Linked DNA regions of Gossypium hirsutum: region 1 is linked to region 2. Evidence: chromatin contacts called from public Hi-C data. All regions are on one chromosome and are shown on one strand. The core of a region is the stretch at or near the end of the contact, and the rest is flanking DNA. Distances in the headings are between cores, read along the strand shown. Region 1 holds the start of LOC107946706 (probable serine/threonine-protein kinase PBL19). Region 2 holds the start of LOC107946716 (haloacid dehalogenase-like hydrolase domain-containing protein Sgpp).

Region 1 (5,216 bases), core at 649-3,148, 170 kb after region 2:
GCATATCCGTATGTTCCGACCACCTTTAACAAAAGAAAACAAACCATTTATTTAGTATCCTAGTGATAATGAGTGCCTAATGCGCTAAAGAGCTATGTTAGTGCTACTAATGCACCACTTAAAAAGATATTGACAGTCAGTGAAAAGCGGAACAGTGGAGCCAACCAAGAAGGATACAATGAAGATGCTTCGCAGACATTGAATTAAGTCCGAATTCAGTATCTACTTACCGCAGTGGATACGTGAGTACGATCACCCGTTGGCCCTTCCCTTGCAAGCCCAAAGTCTGAGAGCTTTGGCTTAAAACTTTCGTCCAAGAGCACATTTGAGGACTTGAAATCTCGATATATCACCTGTACAAATAGCCACAAGGCAGATCAGAGATAACCATCGTTAATGAAGTGATATGAATAAAAGAGGAATGTACCTTGACTTCCAATCCCTCATGTAGATAAGCCAAGCCTTGTGCTGCACCAAGCATAATCTCTAACCTTGTTTTCCAAGGTAAAGTTGGTGTCCTCTTAAAAAGATGTTCTTCTAAGCTCCGGTTAGGCATGTATTCGTACACCAGCAACCTATGAATCCCTCTTTCTCCGTCTATCGAACAATATCCTAAAAGTTTTACCAAGTTTGGATGGTTAACGACTCCGAGAAAGTGAACCTCCGCAAGCCATTCCTTATGACCCTACATGTGGTTACTCCAAAATACCATAAGAAATAGAAACGATTCTCAAAATAAAGTGATATTGGAAGCTACTAGACAGACAAACAGACAGAGAAACATCTCATGGTCCAAAGTAAGAATGGCTGACGGTATCTTTGTCTGAGATCAAAATATTTTGGATCATTACAAGATTATTATTAGTATCATGGTCCAATCATTGTTGCAATCAGCCTTACAGCACATGAACAGTACTTATTCACTAGATTTAGAGGTGTAAGTCAAGAGTTGTGTGAGCCAATTTCCTATTAAAATTATGTGTTCTATTTTCTCTCTTTTTTACGATTTATTGTCATTATCCACGTTCAATTTTCAGATCACTATTACAGTGCTGAATTTTCAGACAAATTTAAAGGAAGAAAATGGTTTTGCAGCAAGTACCTGTAAACCCTGGGTGTTGAGCTTCTTGATAGCAACAACTATAGGGTCACCTCGACCATTTGGAGGAGTAATACTTCCCTTATAAACACCCCCAAAACCACCCTCACCGATCTTTAACAACTTGTTGAAACCATGTGTGGCATCCCTCAACTCTTGTAAAGAGAAAACTCTCAAATTATGCTCTTTTTCTTTGTACAGCTCTGGTATGCTCCTTGGAGATGGCAAAGACCTTGATGATGTCCGAGTCTGACTCAGGGCTGAATTATCCGATTTACTTTGGTTTCTCAGTTCAGGAGCAGTTCTTGATTCTCTTTTCTTCTTCTTTGATTTGTCCTTGATGAAGATAGAAAAACACTTCATGTCTAAGTTTTTATCAAAATCAAAAAATTTTCCTGTTACCCTCAAATTTGTTCTATCAAGTTGCAACCTTTACTTCACATTTGACTTATGAACCCAAGGAGAAAAACTGAATTTTGAACGAGGAACGAGTAAAAGTAGGAAGAAATCAGAGAAAGAAAATGGACCCAGAAAAGTCTTGGTGCCTAGGAGTGGAAAATGGAGAAGAAAAAGCAAAATATATAACAAATGAAGATAAAGAGATGGAATTTTAATACAACAAAGGGTAGAAACAATCAATGAAAAGTGAAACCCAGACAAGAAACAGTAAAAATAAACCCCGTCCGGACAAATATACACCTGAATCCTCCTTTACCGTGAGGATAGATGAGAAAAATATATGAAATAAGTGGCGTGAATAAAAGATGAAATTAAGGCAATGAAAAGGATGGGACATGAATGACATGAGAGAAGATGGGATCAAGAAATATAAGAAGGCCCACTCAAGGAAAAATATACTGGCAATATTTTTTTAAAATGTTGTAGAAATGTACAGTTGTTTTGAAAAGATTAGTATTGAAATTAGTTAATATTATTATATTTTAGTAAGATTATAAAAAAATTATTATAATTTGTTGTTAATATTTTAATATATGAAATATAAATTTTAAATATTTTTAAGTAATAAATATTAATTATTTATAAAATTAATTAGAATATATAAATTATATTTTAAATATTTGTAATTAATATTTTAAAAAATATTTTTTTATTTTTAATTAATGATTTTAACACATTTGTAATTAAACACCAAAAAAGGGAAAGTACTCTGTTATTAGAGAGTTGAAAAAATAATTAACAACTAAAAATATTTTTGAGAGATGAAAAACTAAAAGTTTTAACTTCTACTTTTTAGATATGCTTTTGAAATATATTTCTGACAAATAAAAAATTTTAACGAAAAGTAATTTATTTAACACAACTTTTCTTTTAAAAAATATTGTTGAAACTCGAAATATTTTTTTAAGCATTATTAAAGCGTCCCTAAAGCACTACTGTTTTGACATTTCTGAAGGGAAGAAGTTGGCGCTAGTAATAAAATAATCCTACTCTATACCGCGTTTTGTTTGGTTTCTTAGTAAATGTTGTATGGAATTATTAATTAGCATTCAGTAACAATTAAAAACAAGTGGACCATCTTCGTCTCGTTTACATTGTTGTTGTTGTTTGAATGGAACAGTGTCCGAAAACCGAAGAAAACAACACTAACTTTCATCCAAGTTTCCATTTATTTTCTGCTTAGGAAAGTAGGATATGATTATAATTTTCAACAATATGCCGCGTACCTTTTTCATTCATTTCAACACGGCTGACACAACTGTGTCAACATGAAGATTTCACTTCCTTAGTTCTTTATTAATTTCCTCCACATTTTCTTATTACTTTCACATTTAGAGGCTGCTACTAAAACAATTTTCTACTTTTTTATGGGACTGTCTTCAACCATTGACCTTATTTCTTTTTCATGTTCATTAAACTGTTAAATTTGTGGTGGATTCTAGCGTAATATTTTGATCATGATGACAAAGAAGAATGTCAGCAAAGCAAAGATATCGGCAAATGATTATGGATGCTGGTTTATAGTTATCATATATGTGATTTGACCTATGGATTGTGTCATTGTGGTATTTTCATTTAAATTATGGTGGGTGGACTACTGTCATTTTCATATAAACAGGAATTCATGTTGTTTGAATACTCATTTTCATATTCTTACTATCATCTTCAACTAATTTCTAAACCTACCATAAGATAATAACTCTAAACTGTATGGGTTTAGGTTGTTCCTCCCCAACAAATAAATTATTAGTTACAATATAGTTATGTTTTATATTTAACGAGAAATGTCGTACTTACATAATATTAGGAAATATTTTAACATAAATATATCAGTAAAAATGGATAATACAAAAGTGCATAAATTATAAAAATGGGTCAAAACGGATTGTGCCACACTAGTACTTCCACAGAGTAATTCTACCAGAGATAATCCTATTACCAGAATAATTTTTGGAATACCTGTTACGATTTTGACTGCTTAATAATTAATTTGATCCCTAAATAAGGAATAATTTATTACGCCAAAAGGTACGGTTAACACAATCAAAAACTACGCCTGTAACTCGAGTTAATTCACAAAGTTTTTTAAAATCACAAAAGAATTGTTATGTCCACACCTAAAAGTAAAAATTTAACTAAAAGATACAAGATTAGTTGCAAGCAAGTTAGTTCATCAATGTATTGTTGATGCCAGAAGAGAACACCGATTAGTGAGGAAGGAAGTGTACCTATGTGGCTATAAGTGTCGGTATTTTTACACGAAAATTTGACTTGAACTTGAGCATAACTCAATCAGCTAAAATCATATAAGTATATATACTTACCTACACGAAGCTCGCAAGACAGTTTCTTCCCCAAAGCCTTCATTAGGCCCATCAGAGAGATGTATCTTTTGTTTGTTCTATTGCTTTGATGTCCGCAACACAAGAACAATGTCAAACCGAGCCAAACCACACATCAACTGAATGAAGCAGAACATTTAACAAATAATAATTAGTTTGTTGACAAAGTTCAGTGATTTTTAAGTACGGCCAAATTCTACTATTAGTCTTTATATTGTGTATAAGTTGTGATTTTGATTCTTTTATTTTATTTTGATAATTTTTTCCTCAAGTTTTTCAATTATGGAATTTAAATTTTGGGTAATTATCAAATTTATTAAATTATATCATTTATAAAATCATACACGATAAACATATTATCATATATGTACTGATGTATGATTTATTATTTCCACACATTGTTCTAAAAAAGGTGAGTTAATGGGATAACTATTGTTTGCGTGAATGCTAAAATTTCAAAACAAAAAGTATAGGAATTAAGAATGGTCAAATTGGAGAATATAGATTAAATCAAGACTAATAGCATAATTTAACCAAATAGATTTAAGTGCTACCATTTGGGTCAAGACTGAAATTTGAAAATACAAAAAATACAAGGACTAAAATTGACCGAATTAAAATATAATAACTAAATCCACAACTTATGCATAGTAAAAGAACTAATAGCGAAATTTGACCAAATTTAAAGTCATTAAACTTTGTATTAACTCATTTTTTATATTATTAACTTAGCTCAGTGTTATTTTTTCATAATCAACTAACTCTTATTATAGTTTGATAATGGTATGCCACATTGTACTTCTAATAGAAGAATATCGATTTAAACTTTAAAGACGATGTTGTTAGGAGAGACGATCACAAATAATAATAAAAATTAGTCTTCATGAATCATAAAATAGGTATAAAAAATACTATAATAATTTAATAAAAATGATATTAAATTATCTTGTATTCTCTCAAATAAAGGAAAGAATCCTACATTCCAATCAAACGTGTATTGGTTACCATAGTTCAAACTTTGATATTTAATATCAATATATACCAAGATCATATATATATATTTGACATAATGCCTAGAATTATTCATGACCCCTTTCCCAACCCATAAATAAGAGAATAACACATTTCAACATACTCGAGCCCACATTCTCTTCTATTGATAATAATAACCATACCAATCGAAACTCAATCCACAACATAAAAATTAATTTCTTTATCATAATACAAGAAATTGTGTTTTTTTAAAGGAAAAAAAGTCAACACAAAAAATGGGAGAGGAAATGATAACCGCTTTGGGCCTTATTGTAATTAGAATG
Region 2 (4,697 bases), core at 2,073-4,572:
GCATGGAACAAAGGGGTCTGCAGGCTGGTATTTATAGTGAAGCAAGCAACCAAAATATCCTAGTTTGGCAAGCCTTGTCAACTTTGACATTCTTTAAATTATTATATTGAGTGGAATTCTGTTAGGATTTTATTTCATCTATCTTTGTACTTGTTATGTTATTATTTGAAAACATACCTCTGACTTTTCAAATTCTAAAGAACTTTTCCTTCCCTGGATGAAATTTCTTACAAGCATTTAGACAATAGTGTCATACAGGTAGACTTTATTATGGTGGGAAAGATACTAGTATACACATGTACATGTACATGTACATAGTCATAAACATATATCATATTAATTAAAGTTCTCCCGAACCATCATTTGTAATGAATATTTTGTTTAGCTTGTAATCGTCAAATGATACCCTAATATTCTCATTCACATCAAAGGAAATAGTATATATAAAACCAATCTGCACATTTTGTTTGATTCTCTAAACATTTTCTAATTTGTACATGCAAAGCTTATTTGACCATGACAGCAGGTTATTTATCTTATTGACCTTTACTTACCTAACAAGAGAGAGGGGGCTGAAAGTTGAAAAGATGACTTCAATTACTTTGAATGAGAATATAGGATGGAGGAGAGTTTGGTGCTTTTCCATAGTTTAAGAACCGTAGCTATTTTAGCCATTATTTTATTTCATGGGGTTCTAATTGGATAATGACCACATGGTTTGTGATTTCTTGAAGGAGGGTGGAAGATGTAAAGCAAACACCCCCATCTCTCTACGTTTTGTCTCCCAGCGTGTTGCTAAAACTATGAAGGGTTGTCTTAAAAAGAATGTAAAAGAAATAATATATTGTTTATATAATACAAAAAGAACTATAGCATATATGTATATAATATGCTTGGAAAACACACCACTAAAGTTTATTCATGATTTTATATTATTGTAAATCCTTTATCAAACCTTAATCTTGCAAGAGATTGTAAATATTTGGATTCGATTTAAGGATGATTACACTAACTAGTTAAATAGAGGTTAAGGTTTGGATTGGTAGCTGGACTGAAAATAAAAGGTATGTTATAATATATAACTTGTTTTCATAGGAAGGAATGTAGGCCAAGCTGGAAATTGAAAGTGTGATGAGAGAAGGGAGGAAGAAATGATGCTGACACAGCACGCCAACATAGACCCAACGTGAAGATATCCATTGAACCCCCCACCCACATCAGCTGTGACATGTAATCCATTTTGTTAAAATAAAAAAATCCTTGGTATAAATCAGCAAGTTGTAATATGTATTGCAGTTGCCTGTCATACATCATTCAATTGAAAGCTAAAACCTTATAGGTCAGTCCAACAATCTTATGTAAGGGTTTCTTTAATCATATCCTAAATGTACTTTATGATTAATGTTTGTAAAACGACACTGCAATACGCTATGTTATGCTCAAATCAGTCCAACATTACATTATTTACCATAAAGTATATTATAAGCATTAATTTGGTGGAAAGTTTTTTAATGATCCCAAGCCTTGTTTATTTTATGTGTTGTGTGTAAATAATAGTAGCATGAAAAGTAAATAGAATATATTATCTCCCATTTGCAGTTTCGAAAGTAGAGTATGATGTGATGCTGCCGAATACCGGTCTTTAATTAATATACTTTTCTCTTCTTTCTTTTTCTATTAATTTATTTGGATTTGGAAGGAAACAGATTTCAGCGGTGAAAAGAATAGAGTTAAAACCTTCTGCAAATAGTTCACTGCACAAATATATAGATGTATACAGACATGCATGCATGATGTTGAGGTATGTTATTTCTTTGATTCTTCCACGTTAATTATTTGTATATTTATAAAAGAATACAATGATATAACTAAAAGACAAAAAAAGTTTAGTAGAGGAAAAACTAAAGTAATTGTACTTGTATTTTATTTTATCGAAAGTTAAATTTATTTTATACGGAAAATGTACAAAAGTCTTGTACAGACAAAGGTTAAAAAATCACAGACTCAATTATAAAGAACAAAGAAAATGGTTGAGCACCTTAATTCTGTACCGGGCTAAGCACCAAAAGGCAGGAAATGTAAACTTTATAACAGAAGAAAAGAGCTTCCATTGCTTGAATTAGTCCTACACCCCAACAATTAATCTAAGCTAAACATAACCCCCACAATTCTTTTGTCCTTTTCTCTCATTTAATCTAAAACTTACATTTCTCATCCTTTAAATTGCCAATGTGTTTAATTGCTAGTTTGTGGTTTTGTATGTAAGTTCCCAAAATGATCTAATGTGCATTTTCTAGGAAACCAAACATTAGAACAAAATGTTTTCCCCACAATATCAACCCAAGTTCTAAGACCAACGGCTGTCAGACGAAAATAGTCAAAATTTGTTAAAATTCAACTTAGCAAACAAGCATTATTTAAGGTCAATTACAAGGGATTTTCAGGAAAAAAGAGAAGATAAATTCAATTTTTTTATATATATATGTTTTCTTTTCCCTTCGAATTATATGAGAAATGAAGAACAGCCCATCCAAATCCAATCCGTACAAAACAAAAAATCAATTCAACTGTGCAGGGCCCGGTCTTAATGTTGGCTAAAGCCCAAACCAATGGACTTTTAAGCCTCACGTTGTCAAATTTATAAAAAGGAACTATTTAAAATTTTGCCATACTGACTTAATTCACCTTCAACCCTTTTCTTCTTACATTTTTGTTGGTTTCTTAATAGAATAAAATGTGAGAGGACGTAACCATTTGTGATTCCTCTTACTTTTCCATCTTACTTCATCACAAGTAGTAGTATTCAATCATTTCTTATTCATAGAATATATTAATTCTAAAATTTTTTTTAATTAACAACAAATCTCAAATTTATATATGAACCTTAATTTAATCTATAACTATATAAATAAAATTTTAATTGTGATTCAAATTTGATTCAACTGCATACATCAATTTATTTTTTATATTAAATAAATATCATTATTTATGTATATAATATATAAACATAAAATAATATTTTATTGATATTTATTTTAAAATCTTATGAAAATTGGATAAATCAAAATTTAATGTATAAAATTATACATTAAACAAATGTTCATATGTAATTTTAAGATTTATCTCCTATTATTTTTATTAAACAAAATTATATGTTCATGAAATATAAAATAATTTTTTAATGGAGGCTAAAAAGAGTAGAATAAGCAGAAACGTGTTAAAAAGTGAAACAAAAAGTAATACTTATAAGTAAATAATAATAAATATACATATAATATTGATGTGTGGCACATGGCAAATACATATTCATGTGTGTGGTAGGCAGCCCTCAGCTAAGTGGCGAGCTGGTTGGTTTGTTTTTGAGGATCCCAAATTTCCAGGAAAGTTCAAAACTAATAGGTGGTGCCGAGTTGCTCATTCAAATGTGACTTTTCCATCTATTCTAACTAAAAGTGAAGAACCCGAACCCGAACCCGAACCTGAACCTGAACCTGGTGCTCTTTCCAAATACCGAAAACACCTTCCCACTCCTTATTTTATTCCCCTTGCCCATTTCTCGATTCCTTGGTACATTCCCTCTCTCAAATTTTCGTCTTTATATATTCATCACCACCTTCACTTCGATCTCCAATTCTAAGCCCATCTCTTCCAAAAACCTGATTCCCCCCCCCCAACTATAACAATGACGGCTGGTGAAAATTCTCTTCAGAGGTAAGCAAATTCTGTTTCCTTCTTTCTTCTCTTGTTTGTGTGCTTTCATTCGATATATATATTGGACTTGAGATGGGTTGTTTTCAGTTTTTCGTTTTAACATTGATCCAACGTAGCAATCTGGGTTCTTGTTGTTCTTTTTATTAGGCCGAAAATGATCTTTGTTTTTATTTGATTGTATGTTCTACTACTCTGGTCATTTTAAATCGTACGTTTTACTACCCTGAGGTCAAGATCTCTTTTCTCTCTATATATATTTTAATTTTTTTAATGTGTTTGTGATTGTTTACATATGCATGGATTTTCAATACGGTTGTCTTAATTTTGTTACTTTTTTGAAATGCAGCAATAAATCTATTCCTGATCTTGCTCCTTTGGAAGCAGTATTATTTGATGTTGATGGAACTTTATGTGACTCGGATCCTATCCACCACCAAGCCTTTCAAGAAATGCTCCTAGAGGTGTTTGTTTTTTTCTGTAAAGCATAGTTTTCTAAACAATTTCAAGCATGCTCTCTGCCTGAATTGGACTTTTACAAACCTGAGAATTGTTTGGGTTACTTTTAGTAATTCCTATTGTGTTATAACAGATTGGTTTCAACAATGGAGTTCCAATTGATGAAGAATTCTTTATCAAAAACATTGCTGGGAGGCACAATGATGATATTGCTGCTACTCTCTTCCCTGATGATTTACCGATGGGCGAAAAGTTCTGTGAAGATAAGGAAGCCATGTTTCGGAGGTAAAAATGCATTTGCTTCTTCTGCGACTGTATTCAAGTTTTCCAGTTTGCCACGTAGCATTAGTTGTGTTAATACTTTGTGTGGATGAACAGGTTGGCCTCAGACAAGTTGCCACCTATAAACGGATTATATAAACTAACGAAATGGATTGAAGATCATGGGTTGAAGAAAGCTGCTGTTACTAATGCTCCAAGACCTAATGCTGAACTCATGATCTCAAAACTTGGGCTCAAGGATTTCTTTG

The links. Hi-C and Micro-C count contacts between places; a contact is called where the count stands out from the background.
Region 1: a contact with region 2 is called in a Hi-C map of leaf, with 2.5 times the contacts expected there. The contact joins the promoter of LOC107946706 here to the promoter of LOC107946716 in region 2. A contact is called at or near these places in 4 of 34 Hi-C or Micro-C datasets (all in leaf).

The regions. Positions count from the first base shown.
Region 1 is chrD12:57,064,717-57,069,932 of Gossypium_hirsutum_v2.1, forward strand. It overlaps LOC107946706 (probable serine/threonine-protein kinase PBL19), which reads right to left and starts at 1,899. Exons shown (of 4, transcript XM_016881141.2): 1 at 1,103-1,899; 2 at 428-685; 3 at 231-353; 4 at 1-23. The coding sequence starts at 1,462. It overlaps LOC107946704 (60S ribosomal protein L37a), which reads left to right and starts at 5,199. Exons shown (of 6, transcript XM_016881140.2): 1 at 5,199-5,216.
Region 2 is chrD12:56,893,260-56,897,956 of Gossypium_hirsutum_v2.1, forward strand. LOC107946716 (haloacid dehalogenase-like hydrolase domain-containing protein Sgpp) reads left to right here and starts at 3,323. Exons shown (of 5, transcript XM_016881150.2): 1 at 3,323-3,711; 2 at 4,058-4,172; 3 at 4,301-4,452; 4 at 4,546-4,697. The coding sequence starts at 3,683. It overlaps LOC107946718 (pentatricopeptide repeat-containing protein At1g32415, mitochondrial), which reads left to right. Exons shown (of 3, transcript XM_041107340.1): 3 at 1-212.